3 separate regions of the Sus scrofa genome follow, and regions 1 and 3 are each linked to region 2. Evidence: chromatin contacts called from public Hi-C and HiChIP or PLAC-seq data. All regions are on one chromosome and are shown on one strand. Each heading gives the region's core, a stretch centred on a gene start, on an enhancer-like site or on the middle of the called end of the contact. The rest is flanking DNA. Distances are from core to core; before and after follow the strand shown.

Evidence for each region. Hi-C and Micro-C count contacts between places; a contact is called where the count stands out from the background. HiChIP or PLAC-seq counts read pairs in DNA pulled down with a chosen protein or histone mark.
Region 1: a contact with region 2 is called in an H3K27ac HiChIP or PLAC-seq map of alveolar macrophages. The contact joins the promoter of WHAMM here to the promoter of C7H15orf40 in region 2. A contact is called at or near these places in 2 of 5 promoter capture datasets (fetal liver and liver), 3 of 47 Hi-C or Micro-C datasets (embryonic fibroblasts, heart right ventricle and skeletal muscle) and 1 of 2 datasets of contacts at active chromatin or transcription factors (alveolar macrophages).
Region 3: a Hi-C map of liver shows a contact between it and region 2, with 3 times the contacts expected there. The contact joins the enhancer-like site here to the promoter of C7H15orf40 in region 2. A contact is called at or near these places in 12 of 47 Hi-C or Micro-C datasets (alveolar macrophages, embryonic fibroblasts, epiblast stem cells and 8 more) and 1 of 2 datasets of contacts at active chromatin or transcription factors (alveolar macrophages).

Annotation. Positions count from the first base shown.
Region 1 is chr7:52,138,774-52,143,035 of Sscrofa11.1, forward strand. WHAMM (WASP homolog-associated protein with actin, membranes and microtubules) reads right to left here and starts at 1,560. Exons shown (of 10, transcript XM_001927315.5): 1 at 816-1,560. The coding sequence starts at 1,430.
Region 2 is chr7:51,926,131-51,930,629 of Sscrofa11.1, forward strand. It overlaps C7H15orf40 (UPF0235 protein C15orf40 homolog), which reads left to right and starts at 3,219. Exons shown (of 4, transcript XM_001929182.5): 1 at 3,219-3,390; 2 at 4,481-4,499. The coding sequence starts at 3,277.
Region 3 is chr7:52,092,095-52,096,284 of Sscrofa11.1, forward strand. HOMER2 (homer protein homolog 2) reads left to right here. Exons shown (of 9, transcript XM_001927296.5): 7 at 278-388; 8 at 1,051-1,131; 9 at 2,303-4,190. The coding sequence ends at 2,491. Among named protein-coding and RNA genes, the nearest start is that of WHAMM, 46 kb to the right of the region's middle. Within about 2 kb of position 1,962, at least 24 of the 83 cell types and tissues checked have an H3K27ac peak or open chromatin away from gene starts, as enhancers often do. A contact at or near this core is called in liver, omental adipose tissue, retroperitoneal adipose tissue and 1 more, where this site is marked.

The DNA of each region.
Region 1 (4,262 bases), core at 310-2,809, 210 kb after region 2:
CAGCTACAGCTCCAATTCGACCCCTATCCTGGGACCCTCCATAAGCCACGGGTGCGGCCCTAAAAAGCAAAAAACAAAACAAACAAAAAAGAATGGCTCCTAGGGAGAAACCGGCAAAATAGAGGCAAGTCAGGGTGTGGGATAGCTGTGGATATATGAGCCATAGTTCCTCTTAAACTCTTTTGTGAATTTGTGAATCCCCTTCAGTTCTGTAGCTTACCACTCAAAAAATAAATTGTCTGATCTCTCTAATTACCTCTTTCAAGCTTAAAATTGCACTCCTGTTGCTGCTCTTAAAGACCGATGAATACAGCTCACGTCCCATCGGCTATTCCATGTAACCGTCTCCTAGAAGCCGCTTCATCCTCTAGAACATTTTGTCCCCACTACTGATCTCCGCTCACGCACAGAACCTGGCTTTGTTTACATTTAGTCCGTGTTGTCATTTCCTACACGGAGAGGGTAGCTCTAGTTTTGCTTTCAGTATCCTCTAGTATTTGCATCACAGCAGCCTGCTCCGCCAATAGCTTCAGCGGAATGGTTTAAGGGCCTACCCAGCTTCTCACAGCGAATAAAGGTTGTTGATGTTGTTGCCGTAACTTAGTCCTCTTACTAGACCCCATGTGGATTCCTCAGAATTCCCCAAGCTGCTCCCCAACAGGTGAAGGGCACCTATGGGACTGTGCTCTCCTGTGCATCACACTAAAAACTGGCCCCCTCCCCGCGAGGGTCTACGGAAGGACCCCCACCCTCGGAAAGGCCCCAAGGCTGAACCGAGCGGGAGAGGACCGGGTGTCCGCCCGGTGGGTGCATACCTGGCGCAGCCGTGAGCCCGCCTCGTCCCGCCGCGCGCGCAGGGCCCGCTCCCGAAATTCGCGTAGGCTCTCGCAGTCCGCCGCGCAGCCATCCGCCGGGAAGAGCGCGTCGCGCACCGCGGAGCCGCCACAGCCGTCGGCCGCCTGGCCCAGGTAGCGCTCCAGCTGCCCGCACAGTTCCTGCAGCGCCGCCTCGCCCGGGCCCGCGCGTGCCGGCCACACCAGCGTCCACAGCCCGCGCCCCAGGCCCCAGGCCCCGCCGCCGCCCGCGTCCAGCTCTGGCGGCAGCTGCGGGAAGCAGGGCTCCAGCGGCGGCCATAGCGCCGCCAGCTGCCGGTGCGCGCCGCGGAGCCCGGAGGCCGAGAGCAGGCCCGCCCAGCTGGGCGGGGGGGCGGCGGCCTCGAGCACGGGCTTGGGCTCGCGCTCGGGCCCCGTCCGGTCCCCCTCGCGCCGCCGCTGCCGCTGCGCCGTGCGGTCGTGACAAGTCACAGCGAACTTGCCTTCCGCGTCGTTCCAGGCCACGAGGAAGCGCAGCTGATGCCGCTCTGGCTCGGCGAAGAGGTCCTCGCGGACCGGCACCCAGCCCTCCAAGCTATCGGGCTGCTCGTCCTCCATGGCCGCCGACGGTCAGCACCCGTAGGGCTTGGCTCGCCGGGGCCTGGCCTGGCACTCCCACTCACTGGAAGGTCCGAACAGCGTCATTTTTCGCTGAACTAGAATCGGGGTCAGCGCCCAGACTAGCGCCACCATCGGCACTTTTGATTGGCTAGCTATGGTTTCCAGCGCGCTTCCGGGATTGGTTGGGTAATAGAAGGGAGGGCTCTCGACAACCAATGAAAAGGTCAAAAGATCGTCCTCCCACCCCAGGCAATCAAGGTAGCAACCTAGTCGAGAGCCCGAAATTACCACTCTTGCCTCCCCTTTTCCACCTGTATACATATTGACGTTGAAAAATTGTTAAATGAAGAGTCCTACACTAATCTGTGAACCTCTTGAAAATGGAGATTCTGTCTTCTGTTATCAGGACCCTAGTGAATACATGATTCCTGCTTTCAAGAGTGGTGAGATCAAACATTTAAGCAATAGTTATTTAATGGAGGTCTTTAAGCACCAAGCACTAGGTAGAAGCCACAAACACTGGTATCAATTCAACAAACTTTTACGTAATGTATGCTGTGTGCGTGTTTTGGGAGGTTGGGCACAGAGGGAGCATACAAAAAGATACCTCTTCTTCAAGGCACCCCAGCTTTCAAGCAGCATGTTTAAATACAATCTATGTTAAAACCCTTCATTTGAGAGATAAGGAAACAGGCTCAGAAAAGAAATTTTTCTTAAGCTACACAGGCAATCAGGCACTTCACACCCTTCAGACCACCTGGTTGCTGAAGACCTGTTTAAGGAGATCCGGAGATGTAATTTGCAGTGGGGAGGGAGTGTGACTTGGAGCTCGAGCTGTTCATACAACAGGGAATAAGACAGCCTTGGTCTCTACCCACTGTGTACTGAGAAATACAACACAGGTCCGCTCCCATCCTGCCAGTGCACTGAGAGGCTAGTGGGGGTAGAGGGCGGAGGGGAGGGAGGGGGTGCACAAGGAGCTGAGAAGGAACCCTTCATCACAAGGTTTGTGAGGGTTTGATTCGGGAACCAATGAAAGACTTTTTGAAGGTTTGGGGGCTGGGAAAGCCTGCAATCAGATTTGCACTGGTTATTATCCCCAGACAAACAACAACAACAAAAATAAAAAACAGAGCTAGGTGAAAGCTACCGTTAGGCATCTCTCCCGCTGAAGATAATCCCAGGGCATCTAGGAACCTCTGTGGAATGTAGCTGGAAAGTCTAACGTTGCCTGTATCTGTCCGGGAGAAGGGGGATTGTGGGGTCCTGGATACCAGACAGCGGCTCTGGCTATTATTCAGTCCTCTTGAACAGATAACCTTTTAGGTAAAGAGATTTATTTTTCCTCAAACTTTTTTTTTTTTTTTTTTTTTTAAAGGCTGCACCCGGGGCATATGGAAGTTTCCAGGGCTGGGCAGCTGCTCAGGATCCTTTAACTTGTTGCACCTGGCTGGGGATCCAATCACCCGCCTCTACAGCGACCCAAGCCGCTACACTCGGATTCTTAACCCACTGTGCCTCGGCCAGAACTCCCTCAAACTATTTTTTAACATTATCGTTTTAGCTAAAAATGATTTACTTATTCTTTAATAGCCTGTTTTAATATGTTTTGTATATTCTTTACAGTATATCTTTTTACCGTATTTGTGTTATATTGTTTAATCCTTTCTAGTAGTTCTAAATTATTTGCTTTTTCAAAATGAAATTAGCAGACTTTCTAATTATAAAGGTAATTTCTGTTTTGTGTGAGAGGGGCATAAATGTATACATTCTTAGGAAAAAAAAAAAAAAAACAGAAAAGTACACACCAAACCTAATCATTTTTACCGGGGTGCCTGACTGGCTTACATTTCCTTTATGATTCTTTTGTAGTATTTGCTCTTTTCTAAGCCAAATACTATATATTATTTTACAATAAAAACTAAAGAGTTTTTAAAAATAATAAAAGGTATGAATAATATTATAAAACTAGACATAGAAAAGTTATGAAAGGAAAATAACTCATAAGAGATAAACCTTGCTTTCATTTTGTGTGTGTATGTATACATTTGTGAATATATATATGATTATACTGTAATGATGTTTTGCATACTCTTTCTACTTACAAATATATTGTAGGCATCATCTACATTAAAATAATAGGCATCTACATTATTTTTAATATTTGTCAATATCAAGTTGACAGTATTGTGATTTGCTTAATGAATTCTATATTGGTAGAAATAGATTAAGTTCAGTTTTCTGCCAGTATAGGTAATACCCTGGCGAACATTCCTGTACACACATCTTTGCATAATTTTTTCTTTCAAATTTTTTGCTTTTAATATTTTATTTTGCTTCCAATATTTTTATTGTATAGCTACCTGGCAGTAAAAGTATTTTAAAAATGCAATTTTGATTAAAACTTCAAAAAGTAGTAGATGAGGAGTTCTTGCTGTGGCTCAGCAGAAACAAACCCAACTAATATCCACGAGGATGCACGTTTGATCCCTGGCCTCGCTCAGTGGGTTAAGGATCCAGCTTTGCTCTGAGCTGTGGTATAAAGTCACAGATGAGGTGTTGCTGTCGCTTTGGTGTAGGCCAGCAGCTGCAGCTCTGATTAGACCCCCTAGCCTGGGAACTCCCATATGCCACAGGAGAGCCCCCCCCACACACACACACACAAAAAGCAGTAGAGGTAAAAATCTGAGATCAGATCACCACATACAGATTTTTAGGAGATGGTCCAGAACCCACTTTATGTTTTCTGCCAATGGGAGAAAATGAAAAGGGATCAGAGTGAAGAAAAGAGGATGTTTGGGAGTTATGAAAAGTAAAATAACTCGTAAG
Region 2 (4,499 bases), core at 1,969-4,468:
TTACACAGCAGGATCTTATTGTTTATCCATTCCAAATGCAATAGTTTCCATCTATGAACCCCAGATTCCCAGTCCACCCCAATCCCTCCCCCTCCCCCTTGGCAACCACAAGTCTGTTCTCAAACCCCATGAGTTTCTTTTCTGTGGAGAGGTTTATTTGTGCCATCTATTAAGATTCCAGATGTAAATGATACCATATGGAATTTGTCTTTCTGACTTACTTCACTTGGTATGAGAATCTCTAGTTCCATCCATGTTGCTGCAAATGGCATTATTTTGTTCTTTTCAGTGGCTGAGTAGTATTCCATTGTGTGGTTTTGTTTTTTTTGTTGGTTTTTTGCTTTTTAGGGTTGCACCAGTGGCATATGGAGGTTCCCGGGCTAGGGGTACAATCGGAGCTACAGCTGCTGGCCTCCACCACAGCCACAGCAATGTGGGATCCAAGCCGTGTCTGCGACCTACACCACAGCCCATGGCAATGCTGGATCCTTAACCCATTGAGCGAGGCCGGGGATCGAACACACAATCTCATGCATGGTTCGTAGTTGGAGTTGTTTCCACTGTGCCACGATGGGAACTCCCCATTGTGTATTTAATAAGTCCACAAATAACAAATGCTGGAGAGGATATGGAGAAAAGGGAACCTACTACACTGTTGGTGGGAATGTAAATTGGTACAACCACTATGGAAAACAGGATGGAGGTACCTCAGAAAACTAAATATAGAACTACCATATAAACTTATTTTTAATTTATGAAAGCAATGCAACCCCAAATAAGAAAACCTTGCTGTGGCCTTTAGCAATAGCAACTGCTGCCATCTGCTGCTTGTGACCAGTTTTTCTGTTCCTCAGGTGGTTCTTAGGTGAGAGAAAGAAAACTGTCCTTGTTACTCTGATATAGTATAATGACCTCTCTGTCTTCACTCATCTAGTCACGTGCCAGAAACCATTAATAATTCACCCTTAGAAGTTTCCTTTATCTCCATTATAACTGTCAAGGCTCTAGGTGAGCCTGTCATGACTTTACCCAAAACTAATTCTACATAATGCTGATTCAGCTTGTGTGCCCCAATTCTTAATTGATTTCAAACAAAATCTCGCTTTGGTTTAATATCTGGTTCACTTTCTTTTTCTACCAGAGCCGTGATCGTGGCCTGTGTCCACATGGGGTGCTAGCTTTCCATTTGCATCCTAAGTTCCAGTAACCATCATTTCATGTCAGTCACTCCTCCTTATGACTACACCGTGCACTTGGTCATCATAATCACACTACTTCTGAAATGGTAAATTCACATTCTGCTCTCTGACCACAACCTTCATGCCTCTGCAGCTCTCACTCCTACTCCAATGACTTGCGTTCTTGAACCTCAAGACCACCATTCCCTTAACCTCTCAGTTAACCCTCTTCCTTCCCTACCCTGTTAGACTCCATCTGTGATCTTTTTTTCCTTCTCCACTTTTGCTCTTCGATCACTTTAACCACTTCAGTAACCCTCAACCCCCTCAAACACACCTGAATGAATCCAGTTGTCTGTCTTCAGCTTCCCGGCTGTTGGGTCCAGGCATTTAAAATGATGTAAGTGAACAGATTGGACCCTGATGGTTTCACCATCTCCAAGTTCACCTGGACCATCAGTGCTGCCAGGTAGGGTTTCACTAGTTAGCTTTTTGACATTCTCAAGCACATTTAAACCTGTTCCACTCTCCTCATATCTTCAATACTTCGTCTGCTCTTTTTATTAACTCCAGCTCCTCCCACCAAACCTATAGACACAGCTCATGTGCAACTAAACTTTCCCTTCTCTTATGAAGGAAGGGGCGTGTGAGTAAGGCTTCCTGTCGACCACCCAGTCTCCACCTGCACCTCTGGTGTTAACAACTCCTCTCTTAGATCATTCCTATCAATATTCAAATATGGCTAATTCTCATCCAGCTTATAAAAGAAATAAAACCACCTTAATGTCATCTGCTCCTCCAACACCAGTTGCTCCATAATGAAATCAAATTATTCCCTACACGTTATCTCTTTCCTCCTCTTTGCTGAAACTGCTGCTGTTGAGGTCACCAACACCTCTGATGTCTATTTTACATGTTCTCTCTGTGGCACTTCTCACTGTTGACCACTTAGCCCTGAAGTACCCTTTCTAGTTTACCATGTACTCCTATGTCTGGCCAGTGTCATTTGGTGCCTTCTCTTCTTTACTTTCCCTTAGGGTTCTGTCCTGGGCCCTCAGGCTCTGCACACTCTCTGAGTCTTTCTCTCATTCACTTCCATGACTTCAATTACCGTCCATTTCAGAGGGTTCCAAAATCCATCACCAGCCCAGATCTCTCAAGCTTCAGTTAGACATTCAGTCACCCTTAATATTTCTACTTAGTGTCCCACATATATCTCAAACTCATTATGTTCCAAACTGACCAATTCCCAAACCTGCTTCTCAGGCCCCAAACCTGGGCATCTTCCATGAATCTTCATCTTCATTCCCACCTCGTCATTCCCCAAACACCAATCATTCCAGCTCCTAAATATCCTCAAAATGATCAGCTCCCAATTCTCCATTCCCACTGCTACTACTCTGATTGAGGCCACTATCTTCCACTTAAATAGCGGATCTCCCTGCTTCTATTCCTCTATTGACCACACTGCAGCCAGTGATCTTTCTAAACACAACAAATTTGACTCCACCTATCCTTCGCTTCAAACAGTTCAATAACTGATCATGCCTCTGCCGACTTCAGTTGCCTCTCTTGCCACATTACACATCAGAATAGATTTCCTCTCTTTTTGCATTGTGGCATCCTCAGCGCCTAGCACAAGGTAGGTGCTCCATGGATACCAAAAGGCTAAGGCAGCACGAGGTTCTATATCCACTTGTGGGCCATAGGAAGCAGGGTGGGGCTCTGTCTGCACCTGCTGGTTGGCTGCAGCAGCGAGAATGCATGGCCCTGTGCACTCTGCCGCTCAGTCCAATCTTTTCTTCCCATGAGGTAACACAACCTCCCTATCCTCTGTGGGGGAGGGGGTGGGAGTGGTCACCAACTCGATCAGAGGCCAGCTCCCCATCTCTCCATCTCCTGAGCCCTTTTCTACGTGGAGAGGGCCCCCGTGCAGGTCCTGGGGTAACGAAGACTCCTACCCCCGCCGGCCGGAAGGTGTCGCCCTCGCGCCAGAGCAGAGGCGCAGACCAGCGGAGATATACCCACCCGCAGCGCACGCAGGCGCAGAGGGCTCTTCCGGCACCGGGCTGCCCTCGCCGCCCCCTCCTTGCCGGGGATGCTGAGCCTCCGCTGTGGGCTGAGGCAGTTCCCAGCAGGAGCTGGTACTCGAGCTGCCGCCAGCCTACCCTTGGGCGCCGAGATGCCCAAGAAAGCTGGCGCGACAAACAAGGCCAGTTGCAAGACCCATGGCAGCGGGAGGGTGGGGCGGCTGGAATGCTGGTTGGGGAGCGCGGGAGTGAAGAGGGATCCGTGGGTGGGTGGGAGCGCCGCCAGCTGCTTGTTGTCTCTGCGGTCCGGGGCTCCTGCCCCCCGCCTCACTCGGCCGCGCCCCGGTCCAGCGGGGGAGGTCAGCGCCCGGGCCGGCGGTGCGCGAGGCCCTCCCTGAGTTGCGTCTGCTGATCTGTCCGGCCTCTCCCTCTCTCTCAGGCCAGCGCTTCGTGTTTCGGCTGCTCCGGGCGGCCTCTGCTTCCCTGGGAGCTTGCATTCTGTCTATTCCCCTGGACTGGTTCTCGCACCTCTCAGTCCAGTATACACTACTCCCGCTTCCCTTCCGCCGTCTCTGAGGGGCTGACTCCAATAACTCTAAGACTGCCTCCTGCTGGGAGCTTCCCTGGTGTCCCAAAGGCCCGACTGCCTGCCCTTCTTTGCGTAGTGATGGCCTGTGCGTATCTCGTCGGCACTCTTAGCACGTGTGTTAAGTAGATTTATTCTTTCTCTCTGCAGTCCAAGCTCCTTGAGGGCAAGGACCATGTGTCCTTTTTTATCTTTATCTATCCTTTGCCTGCGTGCTGCCCTGGTGCTTAGTTTGTGTTTGTTGAATGGAAAGTTCATAGTACAGCTTCTGGCACATAGTAGTCCTTTAAATACCACTTCTTCCCCCCTCCATCCCCCGCAAACACACCGCTTCCAGCCATAGTTGCTCACAAACATGTATTAACTTATCCTGCTTGAAATACAAAGATTAGTAATAAATGGTATCTACTCCTGAGGAATAGGAAATACAAAGCAGACGGTAGGAACCAGCTCTAAGTCAGGTTTTCCAGGGCAGGAAAAAAAGCACTTTGTGGGGTTGATGGCAAGGCTTCATGGCAGAATTGATTTGAGCCATGAAGGATGTTGGAAGATCATTCTAGGGACCCGGAAATACCTGGACAGAACAGATTTGCCTAGTTTGTCCTGGTTAAGGATGAAAAGGAATTGTGGAATTATCAAATGTGTGGGAAAGTAAGGTTGTAGTGTGGTTGTTGTTGTCGTTTTAGGGTAAAAGCCAGAGCAAGG
Region 3 (4,190 bases), core at 712-3,211, 160 kb after region 2:
CTTAAAGCAAACCTGAAGCTTTTGTCCTGTGACTGAGAGCAGACCAGAAGCCCAGAGCATCCTGAAGCCAGGTTTTATGACTTATACTCAGTTGGTATTAAATAAGCTATCTGCCCGCAGGGGCAAGCAGCTCAGGGGAGCCTCAGAGAGTTTGTTCATAGCCACAAGGAAGAATTTCTAAGTGTTAATTTATGGTTGATTTTAAAAGAAAGTACCAACAGAGCTGCGGTGATGTTTTTGTTTAATGACTAAATCCCTGCTTTAACATGTGATAAAGATCGACGAGCTGGAAGAGCAGTGCAGTGAGATCAACAGAGAGAAGGAGAAGAACACCCAGCTGAAGAGAAGAATTGAGGACCTGGAGTCGGAACTCCGAGAAAAGGAGACGGTGAGTGGAGCAGCGCTGAGCAGTGCCACTCGGTGTCCCCGGGGCCTTTGGGGGTTGATCTCCGCCCAAGGACACGGCAGATGGCTGTGGCGCATGTGACCGGCCCTGGCAGCTGCCAGGACATCAGCACACAGACAAAGCCGAGAGTCACACCAAGGCACACGTAGTCCAGACAAAGGCCTGACGACCCTCTGCAGCCTCCTCATTGTACGTATATAGTCAGTCACTCAGATCCAAGAGGCAGTGGAACTTTTGCAAAAACACTTGGAGACTTTTTGTAGATGGTCTCTCATCAGAATTTGAAATCTGCTCTCCGGTGCTGCCCGAACCCCCAGTCACACAGTCATTTATTTTCTGGGCAGCTCAGTACACAGAGGATGGAGACCCAGGGCAAGGAGCCGGTCCTCTCTCAGCCTTGGTTTCCCCATCTGCAGAGCAAGAATCATACCAAGACCTCGCCATGCCTGGCGGGGTACAGAGTTGGGGCATGAACGCACGTAACCTACTCAGCCTCTGGAATTACCTGATGTGTGTTAAGCACTGTCATCTTATCATTTACGCAGACAACACTGGTTCCAAAAGCTGCACAGGTTGGGGATTTTCAAGAATACGTGTTTATCTGACGTGCTTTCACATTCTTTTCAAATTTCCGTCTCCTGCAGGAATTGAAAGACCTCCGAAAACAAAGTGAAATCATACCTCAGCTCATGTCAGAGTGTGAGTACGTCTCTGAGAAGTTAGAGGTAAGGACGGGGAACACATCCCCCTTGGCATCTGTCGGGTTACCCCGTTCTTTGAGGCCCCTCCCTTTCACGCCTTGCTGGCTAAGGACAAGTGACTTTGTGTTCCTAAAAAGCCAGGGTGATTGTGTGCTCTGCCCCCTGGCGTTTGTCTCTTGGCTCATCCCCTTGCACGAAGGTATCCTGTGTATAACGTGGTGTGGGTGATTGTTTCCCACCCATAGACGTCCCTACAGAACCACAGAAGGGTGAGAAGCAAATGACAGAAGGGAGGGCTGAGGGCATGAGACCCGAGGGCTATTCCATCTCCCCACCCGGTGACCTTGGACATGTCCTTAGGCAGGCCCCCCATTTGCAAGCATCAGATTTCTGACCATAAAAGGAAAGGAGTCTCTTCAGCTCCATTTTCACCTTGGAGGGTCTCCTTGCTTCAAAGAGCACTTTGTTCAGGTTCCCAATTCAGTATTAGTACTGGTTCCTTTACACATGTTCACAAAATCTCGTCTTGTACCCAAAAGATGGAAGCTCTTGGTTGGTATGAAGAGTAGGGCTTGAGCCTCATGGAAGGACGCACAGCAGTCCGGCCCCCGGGAGCTTGAACGTCTCCACGGCACCCGCAGGACAGCCAGTGCACAGACCCACTGTCCCTGTGTCTGGCCGGGCCAGTCCTCCCTTGCTGGGGCTGGGGCTGGCCTGGGGCAGAGGAGGCCTCGCCTTCCCTGTGTGACCCCTAGCATCAAGTCACTCTCCTCTTTGTGCTGCTTCTCCCTGTCTCAGATCAGAACCCAAAGGGGGCCCTCTGCTGACCAGCCTGGGGCTGGGGCTGAAAAGCCGGTGTGCTAGGCTTTCAGAATTCCTCTGCTGGGCACTTGGGACAGTGTCGCTTAGCAGCAGGCTCCTTTGGGCAGGAGGCGTCCTTTAGGCAGTTCTGCCTTCCGTTTGAGGCCAGGAGCGGGGAACATCGATTTTTAGGCCAGATGTTGGGCAATGCGCCCCGCCCATTGGCACCGGCCGCGGGGGAGAACAGCGGGGACCAGAGAGCATAGGCTTGCTGCCCGGGGATGTCACACCTCCGTGGAGGCGGGCCCGCGGGGACGCACAGTCCGGCTGTCCTGGGTCTCAGCGGGGCTCCTACCGCTCGGTAGCCCAGCCCCTTCTCTCTCGCTTTGCTCAGGCGGCCGAGAGAGACAATCAGAACCTGGAGGACAAAGTGCGGTCTCTGAAGACAGACATCGAGGAGAGCAGGTACCGACAGCGCCACCTGAAGGTGGAGCTCAAGAGCTTCCTGGAGGTGCTAGACGGGAAGATCGACGACCTGCACGACTTCCGCCGGGGCCTCTCCAAGCTGGGCGCCGACAACTAGGGCTCGGGAGTCCCTGGGGTGCGCGTGAGCTGGTAGCACTAGGACCTCCTCCTGTTCGCGTGGCTTCTGTAAACGCAGGCGCCGTTTGTCGTGTTTCCAAACCGGGGGACGCCGTCCACTCTCTCCTCCCCAGAATCGAAATCCGCCCTCGCTTCTCTGGCCTGGCGGGGTTGTGGACGCCTGGACGATGCTGACTCAGGAATCCAGAACTAGGTCTACCTTAAAACGTTTACGCAGTCAGGGCAGGGATGTTTCTATCTTTCTTAAGGGCTGTTGCAACCATAAGAACTGAAAAAAAAAAAAAAAAAGTATTTTCTAATCCAAATATGAATACCCTTTCCAGCTCCTTTTGAGTAGCGTCCAGAGTATGCGAACGTCCGCCAGGCACGCGTGTGTGGGGCGAGGCGAGAGAAGCTTCCCTCTGTGTGTAGAGATGCTTTACAGCCACCACTTAGGAGAGGTTTGTCCAGAGAAGGAAAACAAGTTTCTGATGAGTGCGATTTCTGGCGCAGGAATCACCTGCATCCACTCCCTCCCCCCTGTCCCCCACCCCGGTTTGTAGGGTTGCAACAATGTTCCTTTTCTGGGTTTTCATTTCTGAGCAGATGACCCTGCTGTGGGGACAGCACGTGGTAAGGGTACCTAGCACAGTGCTTGGCACAAAGTAGGTGCTTAATAAATATTTGTTCAATTAAACATATAAACAGAATTTAGTGTTTTAATCAACCCCCCCCCCCCCCATCAAGCTCCTGGTGAACAGTCCACTGCTCTGGTGCCCTGGGTCATTATCAGGCATGAATGTGACTTTGTGGTCCACCTCACGGACTGGCTCAGGTGGCCCTGAGGCTGGGAACATGGCAGTGGAAGCAGCAGGAGCTGGTCTGAGGCCCCCTCAGGAGCCCATCCCTGGTGCTCTGTCCCTGGGGACCCCTGACACTGGAGCCACCCTTCCTCTCCAGGTGGGCGCCTGTGGCCTGGGGATTCCAGGACCACTGACGGGCCCTGACCCAGGGGCTACCCAGGGCTTGAGATCTAAAGTGGGATCCTCTGTTGGATTTAGTCAGTTGAAAATGAAATCACACAGGCCCACGAGGGAGAGAGTTGGCTCCACGTGGCTGAGCCTCAGCCTGAGAGGAAGGTGTTCTGCCCAGGTCTGCCTCCTGCTCTGAAGAAACCAGAGCCCTACACTTCTCCTCTGTCACCAAGTTTCTCAGTGGGGCCAGTGGCCATTTGGTTTGCCCTGTGCATGGCCAGAAGGTCTGAATCCCTGGCTGTGGGCATTTCTAAATGCTTTTGGAGGAGGTGGGGGGAGGCTTTGGTACCCCTTCCTGGCTTCGAGACCTCTCACACATTAGGATTTCTCTCTGCTGGTTTTCCATAGACAATAAAGTAGCCTGGGGATATGACCCAGGCCCTGGGTGGACTTTACAAGTCCTGCTGCCCTCCTTTGTCTGGCTGAGACCACCCCCTGAGCAGGGAGGTCTTTCTGGGAGGATGGGAAGGAGGGAAGGCTGCTGATCTGGAGCACAGGGGCATGTAGGGGAGACCCGCACGCTGAAATGGAAAGCCTGGCCAGCCCTCCTGGTGATTTGAGATTGGGCACCGCTGGCCCTGCCCTTTCCCCAGAGCTCCAGATGGTTCTCAGGACAGTGGTTAGCAGCTCCCTGCTGACCACGAGACCAGAGAGCTGGGCCGGCTG